Linked DNA regions of Mus musculus: all the other regions are linked to region 2. Evidence: chromatin contacts called from public ChIA-PET and promoter capture Hi-C data. All regions are on one chromosome and are shown on one strand. The core of a region is the stretch at or near the end of the contact, and the rest is flanking DNA. Distances in the headings are between cores, read along the strand shown.

Region 1 (3,337 bases), core at 313-2,812, 390 kb after region 2:
AAAAAAAAAATACAGGGCAGTTTGGGCTCTACTGTTGCAATTCTTCCTTCTGAGTTAAAACCCCCTCTCTGAACTCACTGAAAGTGCAGCTTTAAAGTAGTATTTGGGAATTTCATCAACCTCCTGAGATACTTGGCAACGCACGAGGTATTGTGAAATCAGAATTTAGGATATTGGATTGTTGAGGCAAAAACACTGAATGTCACTAAAATCACTGTTCTTTGAGAACTATTGAGTAGTGAGTTCATACGTGTACTGCGAAATACTGTCAATTCTGTTCTAGACACAGATTTCACTCTGCGCTTCAACATCTACACTTATATTAGTCAACTTAGCAACAATTTGTATGAAGAACAATTTAAAAATGAAGTCCATTCTAGAGTCTTGCTTTTTTTTTTTTCTCTTTTCAGAATGGTAAACATTGAGGACAGGGATTCTAAAGCCTGCTTCCTTCCAGGACACACAATGCATGAGGTATGGCAATCCTCAATAAATGCTTAAAAATGGCCCTGATCAGCACAGGGAAAGTTAGAAGAGCAATTGAAAATACTATCACCAGCTAAAAGTAGGCCTCCTTACCCATGAATATAAATGACCACTTTAGAAATATTTTATAGCAGATTGGCAAGGGAGGCAAGAGAGACATCCGGGGTTTGATGTTACATTTAAACTCGCTAAAGTGTTTAAACAGAACTGATTTCCAGCTCTAACCAACGTGATTTTCATTGTCATGAACCACATGGGTTACTGTGAAAGCGCTCAATGGATCCTCAGGAAATCTGATTTCATTATCACTTCTCAATGCGCTCCTTGTGTATATCCGGGTATCTGGTGTTAAAATCTCTGAACGGGAATAGAAGTAGAAACAGCAAATAGAAAAACCGAGTAAGAACAATAAGATGTTGGCTTTCCTAGAATTTTAAATTTGCCCATAGATGAGTTATTTCACGTCTCGAGTTTGAGATATTTCGCTGAGGAGGAGTGAACGAGGTGAGGTGAACGCCAGTATCAGAGGGGCGACAAGAAAAGGGTTGGGAAGCCCTCGGTGGCAACCGGCCAGGATCAGGGAAAGGAAAAACAAAGTTGAGAAGAGTCACCGGCCAGGGAAGGCAAGGGTGGCAGTTGGCTGCAGAAAGGGAGCCGGCCTGCCCGGGGCGAGCCTCGGGATGTCTCCGAGAGGGGCGCGAGGCCGTGGAAGTTGTTCCTGAGGGGAGAGAAGGGCAGCATCTCGAGAGGGTGAAGGCCTGGGACGCAGAGCCAACCCAAAGGCGCAGAGGGCGGTGGCGACCTGACAGGACGCGGGCGGGGAAGGAAAGGGCGACGACTCATACCTGGATGAGCACTTTCACGTACATGAGCGGCTGGGACAGGATGGTGAGACCGGAGCCCAGGAGCACCTGACTGGCCGCGTCCGCCATGATGGCACCCGCGGACGGACGGACAGACGGAGTCACCAAGCGACACAGCCGGTTCCAGATCACGTGTCGGGGGCGCCGGCTTCACTGGCCCGCCCGCGGCGCGCCGCCCGCTTAGGCTCCGCCCACCGGCCCGCCCAAAGAAACGGCAGGCGCTCGCGAGGGGCCGCCTGGGGCGGGGCTTGTGGGAGGGACGCGCATGCGTCTGGGCGTGGGCTCCTCGCGCCTCTAGGAAAGGCGATTTCTCTTGCGCCTGCGCAAGCCGGAAGTGTCCGGAAGGAGTAGGGAGGGAATGGTAATGATGGGGTGGTGGTGGGGTGACCCTGACGGCAAAGGCAAGGTCAGCGGACTAACAACTGGAAGAACTGAGTTATACTCCTATCCTCTTTCAGGCTTTGACGACGTAAAGTTTGATGGTTGTTTTCCGTTAGAGTTGTCATGTCTAATGAACAACAGATCCTGTCTGGCTTAACAGTGAATTCTGCAGGTCCCTGATTTTGCGTTTACCATTAGCTCAGTGGTAGAGCACTTCCCGACATCCTTGCTTTCAGTCCTCAGTACTGGAAAGAAAAAGCAACTACAACAAAATGTGCCCCCTCGGGGTCAGATGTGGCGGCACAGACCCTTAATCCAGCACTTGGGAGGCAGAGGAATGTGGATATGTGAGTTCAAGGCTAATCTGGTTTACAAACTGGATACCCGGTAAACCAGGGTTACATGGTGACATACTGACCAAAAAAAAAAATTTTTTTTTCATGTCTTCTCTGACTACTCGAAATCCATTTTATCCGTATTTCCTACCCGTTGCCTTGTGACACCTGTCACTGGGAAATTGTCTTTGACAGTTGAGAGTGTCAACTCTGGGTTCAGGAACCGAGATGGCCTTTGTACACTATTTTCCCCCAGTGCCTGGCATGTACCAGTGCTCAAGATTTATTAAAGCTCAGTGCCAATCGGGCTACCCAGGCTGTTAGAGGCAAAATGAAGAAAAGGCATTGCTCCAGCTCTGGCCCCTTTGTTCTGTAGCAGACACCACTTAGTGCAAGCACTTAGTGTGTACTGCTGAGAATGAACAAGGAACCGAGTTTGGAATCTGGCTTTCCTTTTGGATCCATGTGTCACTTTCCTTTTTAAATTTTTTAGTGTTTGTATCTAAATATAAGGACAATGCAACTAACTCAGTGTATTTTTATGAACATTAAGTGAAACTGTATATATGGAGTTTTTGAGAAATTGGCTGAAATACAGAAGTTAGTCCTAATATGGCCTTCTATTCAGCCCAGAACTAGCTGATATTGGGAGGCAGTTTGTAGGTCAGGCACACGGGCTTTGAAGTCCAATGGGCCTCATCCAAAGTCTACCTCTGCCAGTTACAGTGTGACCTTATATAGGTCATCCCAACTCTTCAAAACTTTTAAGCAAATAAGTATAATAATATCCACTTCAAAACATTATCTCAAAGCAATATGGACCTAGCCTGGCATACACAACAAAAATGCAATAGTAAATGGTAGCTTTTTATTCTAAAAAAATTACATGTTGCTCTTAATTAAACACAGTTCTCAACATGACTTAGAAACAGCAAGACCATTAAGAAGGGTATTTGTGCATGGGTGGTGAAGGAAAAAAAATTCTATTTGCCTGTGAGCAATGAGAGGCTCAGAATGTCGCGGGGCTGAAGGGTTGGGCACCTGAGGATGTCCCACCACATTCCTAATGGTTCATGGCAAAAGCTACCCATGACGTTATGGGACAGAGAACTGGAGTCGGAATTATAAGTAAAGGAAGAGCACAGTTCAAACGGGCCATTTGTAAAGATGTGATATGAATGACAATCCCTGATAAGAGTTCAGTGTGGTGACCCTAGAATGGGTTACTTAGTAACTTATATTCAAGCTAGGAGGATAAGAAAAGTCAAAGGT
Region 2 (3,256 bases), core at 222-2,721:
TTTTTTTTTTACTTATGTGTATACATGTTTCTTTATGTGCTTATGTGTATATATGGCTGCATCTGCCTGCAGAGTCCAGAAAAGGGTGTCTGGTCTTCTGGAGCTGGAGTTACATATAGGTATTTGTGAGCCACCTGCCTGGGTACTGGGAACAGAATTCAGGTCCTCTGAAAAAGCAGCAAGCTCTCTTAGCCATTAAACCATCTCTCCAGCCACTAAGCTACAATTCTTAATTTAAGCACATCTTAGGACATCCCCATTATTGGTGCTGGGTTCAGCTTTTTATTTTCTTCTAGAGCATCATTTTAATTTAAAATAAAATTAAACTACATTAAAACATATAAATTTTACATATGTTTATGTAAGTATCATCTTCATAAGGAATACATTACTTTTGACACACACATATTGTATTCTTTAAATTGGGTTAGGCACATCTTCTCAGATATCGTTTGTGGTGAAAACATTCAAAACCTTTCTACCTTTAGAAAATATACAGCAAACCCATTGTCTGCTGTCACCTTGCTGTGCAATAGCATGCCAGATTTTCTCACTCTTTTTCTTTTTTAAAGATTTATTTATTATTATAAATAATTACACTGTAGCTGTCTTCAGACACTCCAGAAGAGGGAGTCAGATCTCATTACAGATGGTTGTGAGCCACCATGTCGTTGCTGAGATGTGAACTCAGGACCTTTGGAAAAGCAGTCAGTGCTCTTAACCGCTGAGCCATCGCTCCAGCCCCAGATTTTCTCACTCTTATCTGATCCTTACAAGATATCAGTGTAGTCCAGGCAAACTCTTCATGCCTCAGCCTCCTCAGTGTTGGGAATTACACAGAGCCTGCCACCATAGATACAGCTCTTTTCTATAGTATGAGGTAAAATACATTCATCTGTAAAGCGAGAGGAAAGAATCAAATGCTAAGGCTGTGATTGGGTAATCAGAGGCACTTTTTTTTTTTTTTTAAGATTTATTTATTTAATACACTGTCATTTCAGAAACACCAGAAGAGGGCATCAGATCCCAATACAGATGGTTGTGAGCCACCTTGTGGTTGCTGGGAATTGAACTCAGGACCTCTGGAAGAGCAGTCAGTGCTCTTAACCACTGAGCCATCTCTCCAGCCCTAGAGACACCTATTATTAATGGGGGAAATGAGAAATATTTAGCCACACTTGAATCTTTGCTCTTTTTAAGACATAAACTACCTACTTTTATCTGTCTCTGTCTCTCTCTCTCTCTCTTTGTTGTTCTTCGAGACAGGGTTTCTCTGCGTAGGTCACCGGATTGCTGGAACGTGTACACCAGGCTGGCCTGAAACGCCGCCTGGCTCCGCCTCCAGCATGCAGGGTTTACGGCCAGCGCTCCCTCCTCAGGTTCAAATAATCGGCTTTCTTCAGATCCAGCACAAGCCAAGGCCCAGCTCCTAGGGAGTTAAAATAAAAAACCCTCCCTGTGAGCTGCACACGTTACTCCGGAAGAGGAGGAGCGGCCGGGGGCGGGCCGTGCCCGAGGGGTTGGGGCAGTCCGGGGCAGTTCCGGGGGCAAGACAGCCCCCTACTGTGGCAATCCCGAGGGGGCGGGGCAGTTCCAAGGGGCGGGACAGCCCTGAGGGGACGGGGCGGGGCTAAAAGTAAAGCAGCCCGGAGGAGCGTTTGGCGCGAAGGTGTCTTAGCTGCGCTACCTGCGACGGCGCTGCCTCATACGTAGTCCCTTCCTGTTTTCTCCACGGAGGCTTTTCCACTCCTTGCTTCGTTATTTTGCCACAGAGCTTGATATCTCTTCACCGAGTACGTCATGGCTCCCAAGAAATGCCCAGAAACCCAGAAGTCCCCCGACGTTGCGGTGCTCCTCAGGAGCAAAAGTCGCAGAGGTCCTCAGGAGCTGGAGCCCGAAGCCAAGAAGCTGCGTGTGCAGGGTCCCGGTACGGCCTGTGCTGCTGCCTTAGCTTTCCGGGGGTTCAGGGTGCTCGCGCCAGAGGCTGAAGCTGGGGTGGTGGGTGCTTGTGCCTGGGCTTCTGAAGCAGTTCTTGGCTTCTGTCGCCTCAGGCTGTGATTTTATTTGGGAGATCGAGGGTTCGAACCCAGGCCTCCAGTTCTCTCAGCAAGTGGGCTGCCACTGAGCCACACGCTGCCGACTGGTTTTATTGGCCAGTTCATTGACAGCAGAGAGTTTTAAGTTGAACAGCCCCCCCACCTCTACCCCAGGTGACAGAAAGAGTCAGATGAGTGCCATCACCGTAAAAGCCACAGTCCCCACTTTCCTTGTTCCAGAAGTTTTACACATCTACTGTTTCAAAGTAATCCTCCCTTTCATAGCCTCTCGGTTATGTTAGCTCTGAGAGTCTGAAATTCCCTCCCTCCTTTCTTCAGAAAGCGCATTCTCAGAGGTTTACCAGGACTTGAACCTGGGGCTATAAGGAATGTGATAAATTGATAAGAGTGGTTTTAGCCATGAAAAGAAAGGAAAGTTGTCAAGAGAAAAAAAGGACTTATAGATTGGGTCCACCAGAAGGGCTTGGTAATTCAGAGTTGTTTTATTTATTTGTTTGTTTGTTTATTTATTTATTTATTTATTTAGTTTTTCGAGACAGGGTTTTTCTGTGTAGCCCTGGCTGTCCTCAGAACTCAGAAATCCGCCTGCCTCTGTCTCCCAAGTGCTGGGAATAAAGGCGTGTGCCACCATTCCCGGCTTATTTTTATTATACTCTGATTTACCTCTCTTCCTTGAAGCCACCTAATCAATTTGGAACTTTTCTAAACCTTACTGCATTCTTCTGGTTTCCACTCAAGTAATGGTTGCTCATGACATTATTTAGTATTTCTTTAAATACAGAGTCTTGCTCTATAGCCCAGGCTGGCCTCCAATCCAAGTATGCTGCAGCTTCTGAGTGCTAGGATTACAGTTATACACCACTGTATTTGGATAGCTCTTATTTTATTTTTTTAAGATTTATTTTATTTAATGTATGAGTCCACTGTAGCTGTCTTCAGATACACCAGAAGAGGGCATCGGATCCCATTTCCGATGGTTGTGAGCCACCATGTAGTTGCTGGAAATTGAACTCAGGACCTCTGGAAGAGCAGTTAGTGCTCTTAACCACAGCTGAGCCATCTCACCAGCCCTGATGTTATTTTGTGATCTTTAAGATTGTCCCTCAAAAAAAAAAAAAAAAAAAAAAAACAAACGGGCGTGGTGGCACACGCCTTTAATCCCAGCACTCGGGAGGCAGAGGCAGGCGAATTTCTGAGTT
Region 3 (3,579 bases), core at 633-3,132, 470 kb before region 2:
ATTGCATCTCCCATCCGAGTCTGGAAGGACCCTGAGGTATAAAACCCTAATGCTGCCAGGATCTGTGTCTCAGGGCTAATAGCCCTAGATCTCTGAGTAGGCCGAGAAAGGCTTGCCCCCAAGAGTTCCACTAAGAAGTATATGAATTGTCGGGGGAATCCATACATGGACATCAAGTATTCGTCAGTCACATCATCCAGCTTAAAACGGTCCAAGGTCCGGTGACCTCGGCCATACAGCAAGAGATCACAGTCAAGCACTGTTATTGGAATAGCCATTGCTAATGTGGAGGTCCTCTTCTATCTGCTTTTCCCGAATTTTTCCCAGCGCAGTAAGTATCAGAATTCAACAGCTAACCATCAGTTAAATGGCTCTGACATTTATAATCTTCTTTCTGTAAATGTTAATTAAAAGAAAAAAATAATTAGAAACGTGATCCAAACCATACCAAATGACTCAAAACCTACACCTTTTTCAGCCATTCACTTGTTAACTCTAGATTTATCTCCACTGACTCACTATTGTATGACAAACTTGATCTAATTTGCAGACAATAAGAGTTCAATCCCAGTGGCTCATCTACTGCCTGGCATTTCAACTGAGAACAACACATGAGAACAAACAATTTACAAGGTAAAAGAGGTCTGTGGCAACCAGGAGACAGCTGACAAGTTGAAAACACCTTAAGGGTTACTCAGAGGTTTGTTTTGCAAAGCCCTATGGCTCCACAGATGAGGGAGTGCTCAAACCAGTCCAACTAGAGATGTAGAACAAAGGGGGGGTGGGGGGGGGGGAGAAAGGAAGAAAGACAGTCTGTGGCCCTGCCTGGGGACCTACACTGTCTGCTGTAACAGGCTTTCCCTTCATCTCAAGAGACCCAAATCCCGAAGCTTTAGGCTAGAAAGGAAGGAAGAGTATAAAAGGAAGGAAAGGAGGAAAAAGCTAAGTGAACCAGGTAGGTCTGGAACACCGAGGCCACTTTTCAACCCGCTTTCAAAACAGTATTAAGGGACAAAGATGGCTCCGAGGGCACAGGGTTTGCCTGTGAAGCCTGGTGAAATAAATTAGTTGGCTATCTGAGATCCATATGGTGGAAAGAAAGAATCGTCCAACACCCTTGCCACATCACGCCCGCCTCCAAAACATAAATGTATTTAAAAAGTTTATTCCTTTAAAAGCCGTGTAAGTAAAGATGCCCCAGCCAGGAATGGGCTCACTGTACTTGGGAAGTGTAGACCAGAAGATCATGTGCGAGGCAAGCGTGGACTACGAGCACCAGTCAAAACAAAGTAAAACAAAACAAAAAGCTCCTAAGGCTGGTCCAGCCTGTAATGTTAGCATTCTGGAAACTGGGTAGCATCGCCGCGTGCTCCATGCCTGCTGGAGCTACATTACGTTCAAAGCTAACCTGAGTTACACAGCGAGACCTTGTCTCAAAAATAGTAAGATAACCAAAGTCTGGCTGCTCGACCCAGAATAACCGAACGCTGATCGCCACCTTTCCGTAGCTACCGGATTAACCGGAGCACTCTCCACCCTCGGGGCCGAAGAAGGCCCGCCTCCGGAACCCACGGCCGCACACAAGCCGCCACGGTGCGCAACAGCCGCACCTCCCCTTCCGCGTCAGCGCCCGCCCCACGCCGCGTCATCAGCACCTCGGCCACCGCGGCCTGCGCTTCGCTTCCGTACATTCTACACGAAGCCCAGTCTCCAACTCCCTAAATTCCTTCCCAAACCCTTTTTTTTCTCCTAAAAGGCTTTAAAATTAATCATATGATTTATTTCTGGAAATAAGCCGCCTTTCTTGAAGACTCTGATGTACAGAAATATTAAATAGGTCGTTTGTGGTGTAGCGAAAGTGCAGCTGAATTTAGGCAGCTGCATTTCCTCCGTAGCGCTCTACCTCCCCACCGCCTGCACTGAAGCGGATGAAAACAAACACTAAGGATGGCGGCGCCGGGCAGCGACTGGTTGCTGGCTTAGGGCGGGAGAGATCGTTTGACGTGTGAAGGGGAAGCTCTGAGAAAAACCAGTCCACACCAGTCCGACAGCTTTTTCAGTTCTGGGATCCCGGAGCCTCGTTAGCGTGAGATATCTCTCTGCGACCTGTGCTGTCACTACCGCCCGGGAGCGCGGAACCCTCTGCTGGGAGGTGCAGTTGGCCGGCCCCAGGCCCCGGCCTCCGGAATGAGAGCCCGGAGCCACTCTCTGTGCCGTAGCTTCGCAGGTACTCACTTTTGAGGGTAATAACCCCCGGATCTTTCAGCGCCCCCGAGTGGGAGGTCACTGATCTGTGTTCCCTTGGCCACCACCTTGGGGACGCCCAAGCCAAGCAACCGAGGTTCAGTTCCATAATCCCCTGATTATGTTTTCTACGAGAAGTTGGGTTGGTGTAGACCCTGTTGGCTCTTGAGGCGTCCCAACCGTTACAGACATCCCCCGAAATTTTCTTGCTACTTTATTGTCTCTTTGAGTTATGTCAAAAAGATCTATTGGAGAACATTTGTAGGGCCGTAACTCCGGTGTTGGGTATCAAGGTAGGTTAGGTAAGTTTTCAGTCAATCAAAAAAAATTTTTAATGCCAAGTATGAAGTCCTCCTGTAAGTGAGGGTGACTTGACTAGTGAAAAAGGGGACTATGTTCTTACTGGCAGTGGAATAACCTGCGAAAACCTATTCTCATTAAATCTCTGAATTAAGTGGCTAAGCACCTTCTTGGGTTGTAAATCTCTCATTCACTTTTTTCCTAGTTAATCTGCTCAATCTATCCTCAAGGTAACATTCCTTTGTTGGCTCCCCCCTCCCCACTTCGGTGGTAGCCCGTAGCCCAGGTTGGCCTTAAACTCCTGTGCTTCAGTTATCTTCTTCACTCAGCCTCCTGAGGAGCTGAGAATACCGACGCAGGCTGTCACAGGCCTAGGTTGGGATAGTTGGAAACAGGGTTCACCTATGCAGCCAGGGTTTGTTTGCCTTGAGTTACTGATCCTCCTTTCCCGGCATCGTAAGTGTTGAGATTATCTAGCATATACCATCATGTCTAGTTTTGAAATTCTCCTAATGAAATATGTATAAATTTATTTATATGTATATGTTTATATGTATACAATAATTATATATCTATACACAAACACATACGTGTTCTTACTTGAGGTTTAACCTATCACTCTGCTCAGTCTACTACAGAGCTATATTCACAACCAATTAATCTCTGCTTTTTGAGACAAGATCTTTTTGTGTATTACACTTGTTGGCCTGGAACTCACTATGTAGACTAGGCTAGTATTGAACTTGTTAGCAGTCCTATTGCCTCTGACTCCCCAGGTCTGGGCTATAGGCATGTAATACAACCAAACAACACTATCTATCTATCTGCTCTTGTAGGTTTTTGAGACAGGATATTTATATAGCCTAGGCTGGTTTTCACTTTATATAGTTTTGGGTGACCTTGAACTCCTGAATCTCTTCCTCCTGAATACTAGAAGTGTGAACTACCATACCAAACACTATAGACTGAATTTAAATCTTTTAAAGGCTTATAACTCATTAAAATTATTTTCACATTCATTTTAAATACCTGCCT

The links. ChIA-PET counts read pairs in DNA pulled down with a chosen protein or histone mark. Capture Hi-C pulls out chosen DNA fragments and counts their contacts.
Region 1: a promoter capture Hi-C map of liver shows a contact between it and region 2. The contact joins the promoter of Mtch2 here to the promoter of A330069E16Rik in region 2. A contact is called at or near these places in 6 of 39 promoter capture datasets (the C10 cell line, cranial neural crest, liver and 2 more), 2 of 484 Hi-C or Micro-C datasets (embryonic stem cells and regulatory T cells), 2 of 115 datasets of contacts at active chromatin or transcription factors (cardiomyocytes and regulatory T cells) and 2 of 9 other capture datasets (adipose tissue and liver).
Region 3: an RNA polymerase II ChIA-PET map of effector CD8 T cells shows a contact between it and region 2, with 7 read pairs. The contact joins the promoter of Atg13 here to the promoter of A330069E16Rik in region 2. A contact is called at or near these places in 1 of 39 promoter capture datasets (second pharyngeal arch cranial neural crest), 2 of 484 Hi-C or Micro-C datasets (B cells and embryonic stem cells), 3 of 115 datasets of contacts at active chromatin or transcription factors (effector CD8 T cells, extraembryonic endoderm stem cells and memory CD8 T cells) and 1 of 9 other capture datasets (pancreatic islet).

Annotation. Positions count from the first base shown.
Region 1 is chr2:90,845,380-90,848,716 of GRCm38.p6, reverse strand. Mtch2 (mitochondrial carrier 2) reads right to left here and starts at 1,562. Exons shown (of 13, transcript NM_019758.3): 1 at 1,332-1,562. The coding sequence starts at 1,418.
Region 2 is chr2:91,235,361-91,238,616 of GRCm38.p6, reverse strand. A330069E16Rik (RIKEN cDNA A330069E16 gene) reads right to left here and starts at 1,471. Exons shown (of 2, transcript NR_015464.1): 1 at 1,216-1,471; 2 at 260-895. Ddb2 (damage specific DNA binding protein 2) reads left to right here and starts at 1,551. Exons shown (of 10, transcript NM_028119.5): 1 at 1,551-1,927. The coding sequence starts at 1,801.
Region 3 is chr2:91,708,895-91,712,473 of GRCm38.p6, reverse strand. It overlaps Atg13 (autophagy related 13), which reads left to right and starts at 1,882. Exons shown (of 17, transcript NM_001355419.1): 1 at 1,882-2,227. It overlaps Harbi1 (harbinger transposase derived 1), which reads right to left and starts at 1,622. Exons shown (of 3, transcript NM_178724.5): 1 at 1,223-1,622; 2 at 1-394. The coding sequence starts at 278.